Regions from separate parts of the Hordeum vulgare genome. Here region 1 is linked to region 2. Evidence: chromatin contacts called from public Hi-C data. All regions are on one chromosome and are shown on one strand. Each heading gives the region's core, a stretch centred on a gene start, on an enhancer-like site or on the middle of the called end of the contact. The rest is flanking DNA. Distances are from core to core; before and after follow the strand shown.

Region 1 (6,923 bases), core at 1,507-4,006, 140 kb before region 2:
ATCCAATACACTGGAAATTTCCATCAAAATCACTTGGTCTGCCTCCTATGTTAACTGGGTCACAAACACTAAACCTGCGGTCCAATCTTGGTTGTGAGAACATATCATTTCCTGAAACCCTTAAACTCCGACTAAGGTTCTGGAATGACCGACGGTGGAAAAATGATGAGCTATCCTGTCTTCTCAATGATCCCTCAAAATCAGCATCTAGTTCCACAACCGGATCAGGGACAGGGGATGGAGTGCGATAGCCACCATGACTGCTAGGCCCAGGGTTCTTGTTCAGTGTCCTCCTAATAAGCGATACCCACTTCTTTGCTGGAACATTGTCTTCGGTACCAAGAACATTTCCAGCATTCAAAGGAACAATTTCTTGAAATCTGCAAAAGGTTGAAAAGTATCGTTAGAGGACATAGCTCAAGAGCACAATATTTAATGTACAAAATTTACAATATGAAGGCCTCAGAGGTTTTGACAGTCCATACCCGAGCACATAGATATCAGCAGGAGGTGAAGAATGGAGCCAATCATCTAAATCTAACCCCCTTGATGGGCATTTACCACCAACATTCCAGGTCGAGGCAAAGATTCTGCACAGATAAGGAAGCAAAATAATGTTAAACCAGAATGCACCAGCAAAGTAAAATTGCGAAAACTAACTGTGGTAACTATGATCTGAATAATATGAACAGTATTGCATCGAATACCCTATTACTACAAGCAAAGAAATACAGACAGTGAACAGGCGGTACCTGTAATCTTGAGCTTCTGTGAGGCGTGACACATCGAACTCATTCCTTGATCTGCGTACGCGATCGACATTCCGCTTCAGCGACCGTTCTGCAGTAGGCCCATAAGGAACAACATAAACAGAGTAATGAACAATCAGATAAGTCGGGTTGCTCCAAAAAAAAAAAAAACAATCAGAGGAGTTGATTGTCTAAACTTATATCAGTTTGGCAAAGGAGGCATAGCAGGTAAAAAGAGAGCTCTGACCAAGCAGCAACAAGGAAAGAAAAGAGGTAGCTGCGATTTTGATGTCCGAAGAAAGAGAGAGGGGGAGAGGGAAGCGTGGTCCAAACGCTTTAACTGTACCGGTTCTGCTTTTCTTGGCAGCGCCTGCGTCCCTCTGCGAGCAGCTGGTCCTCGGTTCATCACCACCATCCCGTCCTGCGTCACTAACACAAATTTAGCCATAGACCAAAGAGAGACAGCAAAAATGCAAAGGAAAATGAAAGATTCTTCAGTAGTTCTTCATCTCTGGGATCAAAAGTAGAAACCTGACCGCGGTAAAAAGAAATGACATGAGAGGCATACAACAAAAATCCAGGCAGCCCCGGACAAAGAAAACATCTGCTGCGTGCGTCGCTTGGGAAAAAGGCGTGTTGATTGGGACGTTCTAAGTACTTGGACACCATTGATTTCGGACGAGGGAAGAACTGAGGCTTGGAGGAGGCCGCGTCCTATGTGAAGAAAACTAAACTCTGTTGGATGGGGACCCGACTGGTGGTAATGCGTCTCTGAATCAATGCTTGGAACATGGACCGGAAACGTCCGACGGAAGTGAGAAATCACAGGCACGAGCAAGATGATGATGATGGTGATGATGGGAATGTGAAACCGCATTCAACAAAGGGGAACCTCCCTAGACCACACGGCAGCGGATGAGCAACCAGCTCGACGGAAGCAACGCAATGCAAGAAAAGTATAGTACTCCTAGGTGCCTGGAGCTAGCCTGTACTGCACCCTTGATTAATTCTGCTAGAACTTTTAAATCCAAAAGGCTATCGCAATAAATCCTTGAATAGGAAAAATGAACCAAATCCTTGGGTGAAAGGGGGGATGTTTACCTTGCTGGGTGGCGGCGTCGTAATCCGCGTGGAAGTCCTGCGCCTTGCCCTTGATGTTGAACCACTTCCTGACGAGGGATTTGGACCAGGAGACCTGCGCGTTGAGAGACGAATCAGCCACCGAAACCGACCGACGGCGGCGAGAACATGAATCGCAGCTCGGGGCCCAGATTGGAGCGGGCAGGCAGGCACGCACGCACCTTGCTCTTCTTGTTGATCTCCTCCCTCATTGCTGTCTCATAGCAAGGCGGAGAGGGCGCTGAACCTGGAGCAGCAGGACCGAATTTATCCACGCCGGACTGACGCCGCCCCCGACTCTATCTTCCCCTCTCCTCTCCCCTCTGTGCTCTGCTATGGAAGGTGTGGCCGCGCAAGAAAAGCTCTCCAAATCTGGAAGGGGCCGATTTGCCTCTGGGTTCCACGGAATCCCGGACCCCGAACAGGGCAAGCCCCCCAAATCTCGGACCAAATCGAGCGCCGCCGCCGCCAATCTGGCCTGCCGCTGCCGGGGATGACGCGCGAATCCTGCTCAACCACGGCCAAGAACCGCCCACCCAGCGGAACCGAGGAAGCAATGCCGGTTGAACCGGCGACGGCGAGCTTGCTTGGGTTTGGGTATGCCCTGAACCGAATCACACTGGAGGGAGGCTCGTGGCCGGGGGCGTTACTGAAGTGAAGGCTAGTGGTGCTGGGAGTTGGGTCTAGAGTGGTGCTGCGGGCGAGGGCGAGGGCGAGGCTTGTATGTATGCGGCGAGGCGGGCGTACTGGTAGTGGTCGGTGTGCAACACACAAGCAGCCAGCAGAAAAGCCGAGGAAAAGAAAGAAAATGGCGTGTCCGGTTGCGGCGAGGGCGAGGGCGAGGGCCAGAGACTGCGGGCTTCCTGATCACCCTCGTCTGCTTTCGCTCGCTGGAGCCCTCCCTTTTATCCTCTCCCTCTCTCCTCCCCCTCTGCTCTGCGTTAGTGCTCCTGCTAATGCCGAGCTTATATAATCTACTGTGCTGCAATCGGGCTCGGGACTCGGGAGGAGGAAAAGGTGGGCATGCACGGCCAGCACGGGAGGGGGGGAAGGGAAGGAGATGGCAGCTGGGCGGTGCAACGTAGGCTAGCCGTGGGTGCGTGGGCATTGGTGACATGCCATATACCGCGGGTCATGTCTTTCCCAAAACGAAAACGGTGATTTCGTTTGATGCACAATTGCCGGATGGGGAGCGCGTCTGTACCCCACCGTCAGTGAGGCAGGCGGACGGGTGCGCGTCTGCACGTGCCAGTTTCCATTTCTCTGGCCGTGTCCTCTCCCGCTGGCGATGACGGGCGGGACCCACGTGGCGCACGGGCCCGGCACCAGAGTTTTTACTGCTCCGTGCTTCTCGCGCCGAGGGAGGGAACCGTTCTTCTCCCTCGCACACTTTCTCGCCGTGGACGCGCCGCGCACGTGCGCGTGCCGGTGCTTCCATTTTTTTTTTTGGCGCAACTTCTCGTGTAAAAACTAAAAACTCCTCGGTTTATTACATCCATCCATCGATCAACGCTGTTAAGAGCTAGGTTTCATCACCTCCTCCCAACACGATCGACGCACGGTCTGAACGGGCAAGTTTTACTGACCGGGTTTTTCTCTGGGTTTTCCTCACGACCCTCAAAGGTGAAAGGTACCGTCTCGTTGATTTCCTACTTACTTCTAGTAACGGGAGAACATTTTGCACCGTTGATTAGCAAGAGACGTACGGTGGCTTTCAAAGCAGGCTGTGACCAAACCTTGGACGCATGCGCACAAAAGGTTACCCCTGAACAATGCCTCGGTCGGACCTGGCACAGTGGCGCCGAGATGAGATCGGCAGGGTTGCGCTTGCGCACGATAAAAGGTACTAGAAGTACTACAGAATCAGCACACACTTCGTGGAAGCAGCTGTTTGAACTTTGCTTTTACTGAAGCAAGCGGGCGGGCGAGCGAGCTTGGTATTAGACGTCGGGCATGGTGTCCATGGATATGGACGGATAGCTGCTTTGCATGCATGCGACCCCGGCTTTATGGGTCTACGTGTTCGATAGCGTGCATGTCCCATGGTATCAACCTTTTCTCTACAAGAACAAAAAGCTTGGTATTTGCCCGTACGTTTGTATTCACAAAGGGGTTTTATTATTATTATTATTATTATTGCGGGCTATTCACAGAGGTACTTGCAAACCGGTGCGTGCATGCATGCGTCTACGCACACCCAGAAATGAAAGCCACGTATGGTTTCCTCTGCGCAAATATGCAAAGATTTCAGGGGTTGGGTTTACGTGGCGCACACTAGCTAAGCTGGCCGAAGAGAAAGGAACCCCGGCTCGTGGGCTCTGCTGGCTCCTGCCCTGCGGCCCCGGCCCTGAGCGTGGTGTTTTTCCTTGTCGCGTCGGTATGTGCGTGCGTGTACCCGCCGCTTCCGTTTGGTTTTCTCCCTCGATCGACGCCTCCGCCGGTGGTGCCACAGCCGCACAGGCCACACACGCGTGCGTCACACACCCTGACGCCGACAAGGCTGTTGCTATCCATACTACCATTCTTCTTCTGGCACGCACTTCCCTGGATGCATGGCGCGCGACCGTGTGCATACATGTTGCAGCGTCGTGTTCTCCGTCCTGACCGTCTATCATTCTCAGGTTGTATCGGTCTTTGGTCGATCGACGATGGGGGCTCCTCGCACGCAAACCACCGATGAATGGGTGCATGCGTGCGCGTGCGTACGTGTGCATTGCTTGCATGCCATGGCTGCATTGTCTTTCCAAAATGATTTCGTGACAACGACATCCTGCCTCATTTACGTGGCTGGCTGCTCCCGGATGAAAGAAAGAAAAAATGACCCAACCAGAACCAAAAGCAGCCTGTAGGGTTATCGTGTAAATTCTTGGTATAAAAAAATTAAGAATGTTTATATTTAATACAAATGTGCCTAGAAGATGAAGGGAATACGTAGTACAAAATTTCTTTATGCAGTGAGTACGCAGTAAAAAGATCTGAAATAAATTATCAATTCATAACGACGGATGGTTTCAGGTCTGAACGGGTTCGGGTTGGATCGATAAAGTCTCATGAGAGGTTTTTTCTCCGAAATTTCTTTGCCAGCCCGAAACATGAAAAGTCCCCATGATTCCTTCGAGTAACGGGAGAATAATCCGGCCAACCAAGAGTGCACTTGAACTGAACATGCTGCCACCGTTCATTTAATTTGTGAACGATATGGTAGCAAGAGACGTACAGTGACCTTTCCAAACTAGGCAGATCAAATCTCTCGGACACATGCACACGAAAAGCTAGATATTGGTAGTGAGATCGAGATCGACATATAGTATCGTATCGACGACTCGATCCAAACAATATCTTTGGTGGACTGGTCACGCTGGGGTTGATATCGACATGGCTAGACACAAAAAAGGGTGCGGGTCAGCATGCATTTTCGTGCCTGCAGTACTCTTTTTTTGATAGGATAGTATTTAAAATTTGCTTCTATTGAGGCAAAGCAAGTACTGTAGTAGCGGCCTTGGACTATGGGCACGGCGTCGATGGATCGCTCCTTTGCATGCATGCATGCAATGCAACCCGGGCTGAATTATGGGTCTACGTGTCCGGTAGAATCGATAGGTAGAATGCATGTGTGAGCGTGAGTTTGAGTACTCCCACGTCGAGCTTAGTCTTTTCACGTTTGTCTTCACGTAGCCTACATGCGAACCAGTGCATGCATGCACGGCCACCCAAAAAATTCGAAGCCACGCCATGCATATGGCGCCACAAAATTGGACTGAACCGTGCGAGTGCATGCATGCCTGATCGTGTAGAAATGCACGTGTGCGGTCACGCGATTACTGTTTCAGGGGCAGCCATCGGTTACTGCTACTTCCCCGTTAGTCGACACGTACAGCCTGAAGCGTACAGGCATGCGCCAAGCATGCAGATGAGATGACACCATGAAGACCACACGATCGAGTTGCACCAAAAATTTAGAGGTTTGTTGTTTTACCCGGCCAGGCGCCGCATGCAAGTGAACGGAGAAGCGTACGTACACGTGCATCTACAACTTTCCCGCTGTTTAATTCGGGTAGGTACGTGGTACAATACGTACGAGTGCATCCGCAATAGTGATCGGATAGATAGCTAGGAATGGAAAGCATGGATGATCGGTCGAGCAGCTTTGATTACACGATCAGTCTTTGGGGGGTAGGATCATACTAGGACACAGCTATAGCTAACTAGCCATGCATGCTCGAGGAGCAGCTAGCCTAGCCTGCGTACATATTAGTATCTCCCATTCCAGACCTATATATACATGCAAGGCACGTCCGTCCTGCCATCTACATATGATGTGTCGCGTCAGGCCGTCAGCATGGCTTTCACACCCATATCCGAAACGGCAATACCTACAGGTTTTTCCGAAGAGCAACCCCCCGAACGTACGATCTTTAATTATACGGACGGAAAAGGCAAAAAAAAAGTAACAAAGAAGACTAATATTGTTACTATTTGACATCGCCGTGTTGATAGTGTCATCCGATCAAATATCCCCTCAACATTCTGTACTTGCATCAATTGCGATGTCACGAACGTACCATTCTTAACTAGTGTGGAATTTTTGATAATTATTTCGCAGTCGCTAGTTTGAGAAAAAGGTGAAAATGTTAGCCACAACGTCAATGCCATCGAGCTAGCCAATTTTTTCTAACAGTGGCCGTCTCCGACTCATTGCCGCTGCCGCAGATGATGCATGTGTGACGCACCCGAACCCCTCGTTCCATATGCCGATATGATCACCGGGTAGCAGCAGTAATTAAGCTGGCTAGGTAACCCAGCAACATGGTAGATCATGTCGATCAGGAATGCACATAACCCACATGATGGATGATGCATGCACGAGTAAACATGCGTTGCTTATGGGTAGGATTACATGGTGGGTGCATGATGGGCGCGGGCAGGCATGCATCTGTCTGTGAGACAGCCATGGAGCCCCCGTCGTTCCGATCTAGACCCCTGCCCTGCCCCGGCCATCCGCGGCAGCTTCGCCGATGGGTCCGCGCGCCGCTCGCCCTACTCCAAGGAAGGATC
Region 2 (7,322 bases), core at 4,571-7,070:
AAGTAGCATGTGATTACCACAGCAATCTCACCCCTGATGATCGCCTCCATTGTGAACTTAAAACTGAAACAAAGTAACAAACCCCACGCTTAAGAGAGCTCAGCCATCACATCTGACACTCTCAACACAATGTACTTGGTGCCATCAGCGCCCTTGAACTCGCCGCCTGCGTACTTGGAGTACAGCATAGTGCTGCCTGGTGCACGGCCACCGCATCCCAGAAATGCCCCAGACACGGCCCCATCGTCCGTCCAAAACAAACAGACTCCGGACAAAATAAACGTCCAGATGGGGTCATGCGCTGGAGTTGGCCTTAGGCGATCCTGGCTGGGTCATGAGACCAATTTATGGGCTAGCGTCTATCCCATCTTCGACACCGAGTCATCCAGGCTGGGCTCTCCGAGGACGCGCGAGTGGGGAGCTCCTATACGCCGCTTATTGCGGCAAATGGAGTGCGCGCCACAGAGAGGGTCCCCAACTAGACGGGTCCAGTACAACCGAATTAAGTTGAGTGTGAAATTTTACGACACAAAAATTCAGAGAAAATGACAACGCTAGGATGACTCAAGACACGACCTCACGCTTCTAACCACATGCAACTAGCCACTTGAGCTGAAGCTGCCAGATAGGTGGTTACCACGAAAGAACAGACAATAGAGGAATGTATTAAAAAGTCAAACATTTTTTTAAAATTTTAGCACATTTTGAAAACGTGAACATTTTTTAAAATTCCTGAATATGCTTTGAAAACGTGAATATTTTTTGATTTGATGAGAAAATTTGAAAACAGGAACACGTTTTAGATGCAGAACAATTGGAAAATTCTGATTTTTTTTGGAAATACGAGCATTTTTATTTAGGTGAACAAAATATTGAAACAGAAACTTTTTTCTAAACTTTCAAACATTTTTAAAAAATGCGAACATTTTATGAATTTGTGAGAAAACGTAAAAAAAGAAAGCCGTATCAAAATATGGTAAATGTTTTGAAATAAAGAACTTTTATTGAAATTTGTGAACAATTTTCGAGAGTAGAAATATATTTTTAAATCCCGGACAATTTTGAAAAATAAGAGCATTTTTGAAATGCCTGGCAAACATATCTGAATTTAGGAACAAATTTTTGGAATCACGACTATTTTCTTAAAAATTAACATTTTTGAAAGGATGAACATGTTTTCAGTTACTGAACAATTTTGGAAGAATGAACAATAAAAACAATAAAAATATAAATGAAAAGTAAAAAAGAAACAGAAAAGGAGAAGCAAAGACATAAGCATGTTCTTGTTTTCAGAACAAAATCTAAAACGTAAATTTTAGAAAAGAAATAAACATGAATAGATTTTGAATTTGTGAACAAAGTTTAAAAATAAAGAACATATTTTGAATTATTAGAAAATATATTCGGAATGGAGAAGAATTCTGAAAATCCCAAACAAATTTGAAAAACGAATAATTTCTCAATACATGAACTAAAATTTGAAAACAAGAACACTTTTTTGAATTTGTGAACAAAGTTCTGAAAATAGGAACACTTTTGAAATCCTGGTCATTATTAGAAAACTTCTGATAAATTTGAACAAAAATATTATGAACAATTTTTTTAAAACATTCAAACCATGTTTTGAAAACTGGAAGAATTTTTGAAATTCCAGAATTTTTTTCTAAATGTGCAAAAAAAGAATAAGAATTTTTTAAACATGACCGTACTAAAAAATAATTATTTTTTTTAAAGCAGGACCATTTTTTATGTTTCCAACCAATTTTCAAAACATGAATTCTTATAATAATGCACTCACACAATTGTTTCATAGAAAAGCCGACGAAAAATAACCTTGATTGTTTTTATTTCAATTGAGAAAAAAAGAATCTTCTCGGGCCTGAAACATGGGACATCGAGCTTGATCCGAATTTCACCACTTGTCACAAATGGATACATAGACATTAGATCCGTTGGGTAAAACACATAAATTAATAATTGAATTCAACAAAAGAGATGCAGTCGCGGGGATAGAACCAGCAACATAAGGTAAACAGGCCTGCCTTTCCAAACGAGGCATGCTGTCCAGTTTTTTTTGTCTATTTTTTTCTGTTGATCTAGTAGGAAAAAACGTCCAGAATTTCTATTTGTTACGAAAATAAAAATATGAAATCAAAAAACTTTACAGTTATAAAAAAAAGGTTCATTCATTTGAAAAAAAGTTCATATCTTTAAAAAGGTTCATTAATTTTAAAAAAAGTTCAATCAAGTTGGAAAAAGTTCATTAAAATTTTAAAATACTCATTAAATCTGAAAAAAGTTCATAGAAATTCAGAAAAAGTTCATGTATTTTTATAAAAAGTTCGTAAATATTAGAAAAGTTCTTCAATTTTGATAAAAAATTCATCCATTTTCAAAAAGAGGTTGATCAAATTTCAAAACAATTCATACATAATCAGACGAGTTCATAAAATTTAATATTATAGAAATGGTTCACCGATTTTCAGAGAAAAGTTCATCAATCTTAAAAGATATACGTTAAATTTTTTAAAAAGTTCATTGATATTTAGAAAAGTTCATAGAATTTACAAAAACTATTCGTTAACCGGCGCCTAGATGGGCAGGCCCATTTACGAACGCCACAGGCACCAGTTAACAAAAGTGTACATTAACTGACGCCAAACAGGAAATGCCAATAGATTGTCACTACAACAGAATGTTCTTGTGGGTTAAAACGACATCAGTTAGTGCGCCCCATTTTGAACATGTTAGTTTTTTATCATTTTGTTAAGTTTGTAAAATGATAAATTATAACTATACGTAATATACATATATAATTTTAAATGTGTATTCATTGGAGGAACTCCAGTCTTATGGTACATTATGTCCATATTTGTTTTTTCATACATATGTTTATATTTATTTAACAATGTATATTTATTTCTTAGAAAACACAGAAAACATTATTAAGAACACATGAACACTTTAAAACCAACTTAACATTTTTATAGCATGGACGCTTTTATATGCTATACCCATCCCAAGGGAAGAATATTTTATTGAAAACATGAAAAAACTCATATGATAATTCATTTAAATATCATTACATATAGAAATGCATTTAAGAGTTTTAATTAATATGAAAACACTTTAAAAATTAGATAAAAATTATAATTCATAATTTATATATTTCTGCATTTTATTAATTTAATAGGTGAACATTTTAGGAAAATGCTTATCATTGTCCGGCGGATCGCGACGGACGCATCCGTCACCTTTTTTTGCATGACATGCGTCAAAGTGAGGCCGCACACATCATCCTTTATTGGAAATGTTTACGCACATAGGCTATGCTTCTGAAATATATGCGATGTTGCAATGGTCTATGGCGGATCTATATTTTTCAACAAAATTTCTGTTGGAGATTATTTCTGCAACAAGTTCTTAGTTGGAAAAAATTGCAACCAATAGTTCCGCAACAAGGCGTGTATTGCAGAAAGAATTCTGCAATAAAACCTGTCTGGCCGCTCGATGCGGCAGAATTGACTGCTTGCGACCCGGTTGATCTTTTAAAAGCATTAGCCGGTGGACCCATAGCACGCCTCAACATTTTATGTAATTATATGAAAGTTTTAATAATGTATTTACTTTATTTATATGTATATTACTTGAAATCATAACTCAAATGTTTAATAAAATTTTGAAAAGGCTAACAGGTTGAAAATGGGCCACACTAACTAAAGTCTGTTTTAGGCCATGAGCACGTTCTGCTAAAAGACATAATGCATGACAATTCTATGCAAACCGTCGCGTTTACGCGAACAAACGTGCTTAGTACCGTATTTGCATACCCAAAATCAAGCTTTTCTACCAGTTCCATATATACGAAAGCCTCTAGCACTAAAGTGATCGTTTAGGCCAAGTTCTATAACCATCGATGTAATTGACTTAAATTTATATACATGTATACTCACTTTATGTATGCTCTTTTATATTATGGGACGGAAGGGCGGAAATTGCTTTTGGTGGCCGAGCTCCATGGTGGCCTTTAAATTTGAAATTCAAATTTCATGAAAATTCATATTTTTACATTTCAAAAAATTATGAAAAAAAATACAGGGATAAGTGAAGGCGTAACACACATGTGTGTAAATTTTCAGAAAAAAATACATTGAAATGAGGGCTGTGCAAAAAAGACAAATCTGAGGCTTTTTTACACATGACACTATTCATCATTTCAGGTCATGAATTTGTCTTTTTTGTGCAGATCGTATTTCAAGGTATTTCATCCTAAATTTTTGCACACATACGCATAACATCCTTCTTTACTTCCATATTTTTTTCAGATTTTTTTGAAACCAAAAAATTTGAATTTTGAATTATTTAAAAATTTCGGCCTCCATGGAGGCCGAGCTCCAAACGTCCGCACTCGACGGAAGGGGTATTACAGAACATACTATTTTGCTACTTTATTATGTATGATGAAAGGACATCACACATCTGGTAGAAAAGAAAAGTTGACTTTGCTCAGGCAAGTTGCTTGCCGACGCCCTGGATGCAGTGGGCTAGAAAGTTGACCTCGGCATCCGTGATCCGGCCGCATCTGCTTCCATCTGCGATATTGTACGCCTCCGTCCGCACGCCACATTTGTAAACCGTATCGGCTTTGACAGAGAGAAAGGTGGCCTGAGCTGACACGGAAATCGCGCGGTGCATGCCGATGAACACGGCGCGCCCGTTGAAGCCCTTGGCCCGGACCAGGGCCCCGGCTTCCAGATCCACCTTGTAGGCATCGTACTGCCTGTGAAACTCAACGTAGTGGTTGCGCCGCATCCTCCGGTGCACCAGCATCAGCTCCCCGCCGTTGTCCACCAGGTGGAGGCTCTCCGACATATGGACGAAGAAGAAGGCCTCCCTCCTGTCGGCGACCATCTGGAGCCGTGGCGGCTGCTCATCTGAGCCCATGTCCAGCACCATGACGCCCTTCCAGGTGGCGCAGTAGAAGCGGCCCGCAAAAGGCAGGGCCGAATCCATGTGCTCGTCGTACTCGACGACGGTCCAGCTCTCGTCGCCGGGCTTGGCGACGGCGATCACCCTGGGACGGCAGAAGCTGATCGCCACCGACACCGTGGACGCGTCTGCCGTTGCCGCCGCCACAAAAAGGCCAACGCCGGTCACATCAAGCTCCGTCTTGAAACCTAAGGCCCTATGTCGATGCTGCTCTGGTGTGAAGAGCGCGGTCGCCGGCGGGAGATCGGTGAGCTGGCGCGTGAGCGGGTTGAGCAGGCGGGCGGCCAGGGTGGGCTCGTGGAGCAGCAGCAGGAGGCCTTCCGGGGTGAGCGCGAGCAGCTTGTGCTGGGCAAACTCCAATATGTCCATATGGATGCGCTCGCCGGTGGATACGTTGAGGAAGCGATGGCGGCGAGGCCCGGCAACAGCCTTGTCGATCATTATCCACCGGCGGGGGAGGAAGCGATAGTTCAGGCCGCCGGCGCACGGGTCCGGCGAGCACCGGCGCCACGGCCGGCACACGGCCCGGAAGCGGACGTAGTCGGCCACGTCGTTGGCGAGGGCGAGCTCGGCGATCAGGCCGGCCGGCCCGTCCCCGAGGTCCGCCCAGTTTCGTGGGAGATCGCCAAGGGGCCGCGGCCGCTTTGCGCGGCGCATGGATGGGATCATGGTTCGGTTCGGTAGTCCAGCAATCGATGGACTGCCGCCGTTTATTGTCGCGGAAACGTAGCTTCGGGCTGGGTATGGGGTGGTTTAGAGTCGTGTTCGTATGCGATGTGGTTTCTGGTTTGGTCTACTTTTCTTCGTCCCAGGTCGATACTGTTAGGTTTGATCTCTGGGCTCAACGGTCCACCGGGCCTTGATCTATGCGTCTTGATCGGAGGCGCCCAACCCATTATGGTTGGTGGGCCTCTGTGACCCGCGTTATATAAATGACGGTGGAGGTGTCGGGCACGAACTACAAGATTCGTCGTCGTCACACCCCTACCGACATACCTATCCGATCTAGGTTAAGCACGGTGTTTACGGGAAGCTTCACCCACGCCTAACCTCCTTTCTCCATCACCGTCGTCGCCACCAGACCGATGAAGAACGGTGCGGGCTCATCCGGCTCCGGACAAGGTAATTACATGTGATCTACCGTGACCCATCTACCGTAGTCGATCCGTAGGATCTATCAATGGTATCTTGAGCCACTAGGTTAAGATGTGTTTCGGTGAAAGAAACCAAAGAGGAAAATTTCCCTCCCCACATGAACCCTAGATGGGCAAGCACCGAAGATGGTATTGGGCCTCGTCAGGAAAGAAGCGCCGCCGCAAGGCCGCGCCTGTTCCTCTCGATCCCCACACGCATCAGCAAGCCGAGGTGTGGGGAAATACCTACCTCCTCGGAGGCAAAGTTCGGATCAAAATCCAACACGAAATCGAAAAGAAGGAAATCGGATCGAATCCGAAAAAGAAAAGAAAAAAGAAAGGGAGAGAGGAACATGCAAAGAAAAACAAGGATTCCCACGGGGGCATAGGACTTCATCACCAAATCCCTCGACGGCGGCGCGTCCGCCGCAAGGCGGATGCGCCACAGGCGAGGGGGGTGGCAATAAAGATGCTTTCCGCCCCGGTCATGCCGTCACTCTCTCTCTTGAGACAAGAAAAGGAAAACGAAGGGGCCGCAGCGGACCGCTCGACGGCGGCGCACCCATCGCAAGGTGTGTGCGCAGCCGACGAGGGGAAGGCCACGACCCCGGCAAGCAGTAATAGGGGGCGGACTCAGGAGAAAGAAAGGCCTCGGCCACCACGTCACTCAAGGAACCGCCATGGGAAGGGGGTGGAGTGCAAAGCACGCGCGGCACGGGACCCATGGTCGCCACGGCCGGCGGCCACCTCCACCTCGCAACCGCCACGGCCAGAGGAGAGAGCGCGTGGGGCGAGATTCCGCAGGAGAGAAAGAGGCCGAGGCGAGCAGGCAAGAAGGGCGAGCGCGAGATGCGCGGCCGCTCTCGTTGCCGACACCGGCGACCGGAGCTGCGGCTCATCTCGCGAGCGGGGTGGGCGACGTGCTCGGTAGGCCAGGGCGACGGGGACGAGATATCCGAGAGGGAGAGCGGCGGGCTGGGGGGAAATGCCTTAGGGTTTCTCCCTCTAGCCGGGTTCACCCCTTTTGTTCATAGCGAGGAGCACGGGGGACCGTCGGATCCATCTGGACGGCTGGGATCCCCCCTTGTGCTAACCCTAGGCAGTGTCGGGCCAGTTGGGCCTGCCAGGCCATGGCTGAAGGCCGGCCCGCCTACAGTGAGCAGCGTCGTGCCGCGGCAGGTGGCCCCAGGCCGAACCGAG

What was found. A called contact is a pair of places that touch in the nucleus more often than the background predicts.
Region 1: a Hi-C map of seedling shows a contact between it and region 2, with 2.3 times the contacts expected there. The contact joins the promoter of LOC123452648 here to the promoter of LOC123398783 in region 2. A contact is called at or near these places in 2 of 6 Hi-C or Micro-C datasets (leaf and seedling).

Annotation. Positions count from the first base shown.
Region 1 is chr5H:545,063,858-545,070,780 of MorexV3_pseudomolecules_assembly, reverse strand. It overlaps LOC123452648 (type I inositol polyphosphate 5-phosphatase 4-like), which reads right to left and starts at 2,756. Exons shown (of 13, transcript XM_045129347.1): 1 at 2,051-2,756; 2 at 1,851-1,944; 3 at 1,096-1,170; 4 at 753-840; 5 at 486-590; 6 at 1-380. The coding sequence starts at 2,080.
Region 2 is chr5H:544,930,849-544,938,170 of MorexV3_pseudomolecules_assembly, reverse strand. It overlaps LOC123398783, which reads right to left and starts at 5,820. Exons shown (of 1, transcript XM_045093242.1): 1 at 4,340-5,820. The coding sequence starts at 5,658. The coding sequence ends at 4,507. It overlaps LOC123398782, which reads left to right and starts at 5,871. Exons shown (of 2, transcript XM_045093241.1): 1 at 5,871-6,111. The coding sequence starts at 6,075.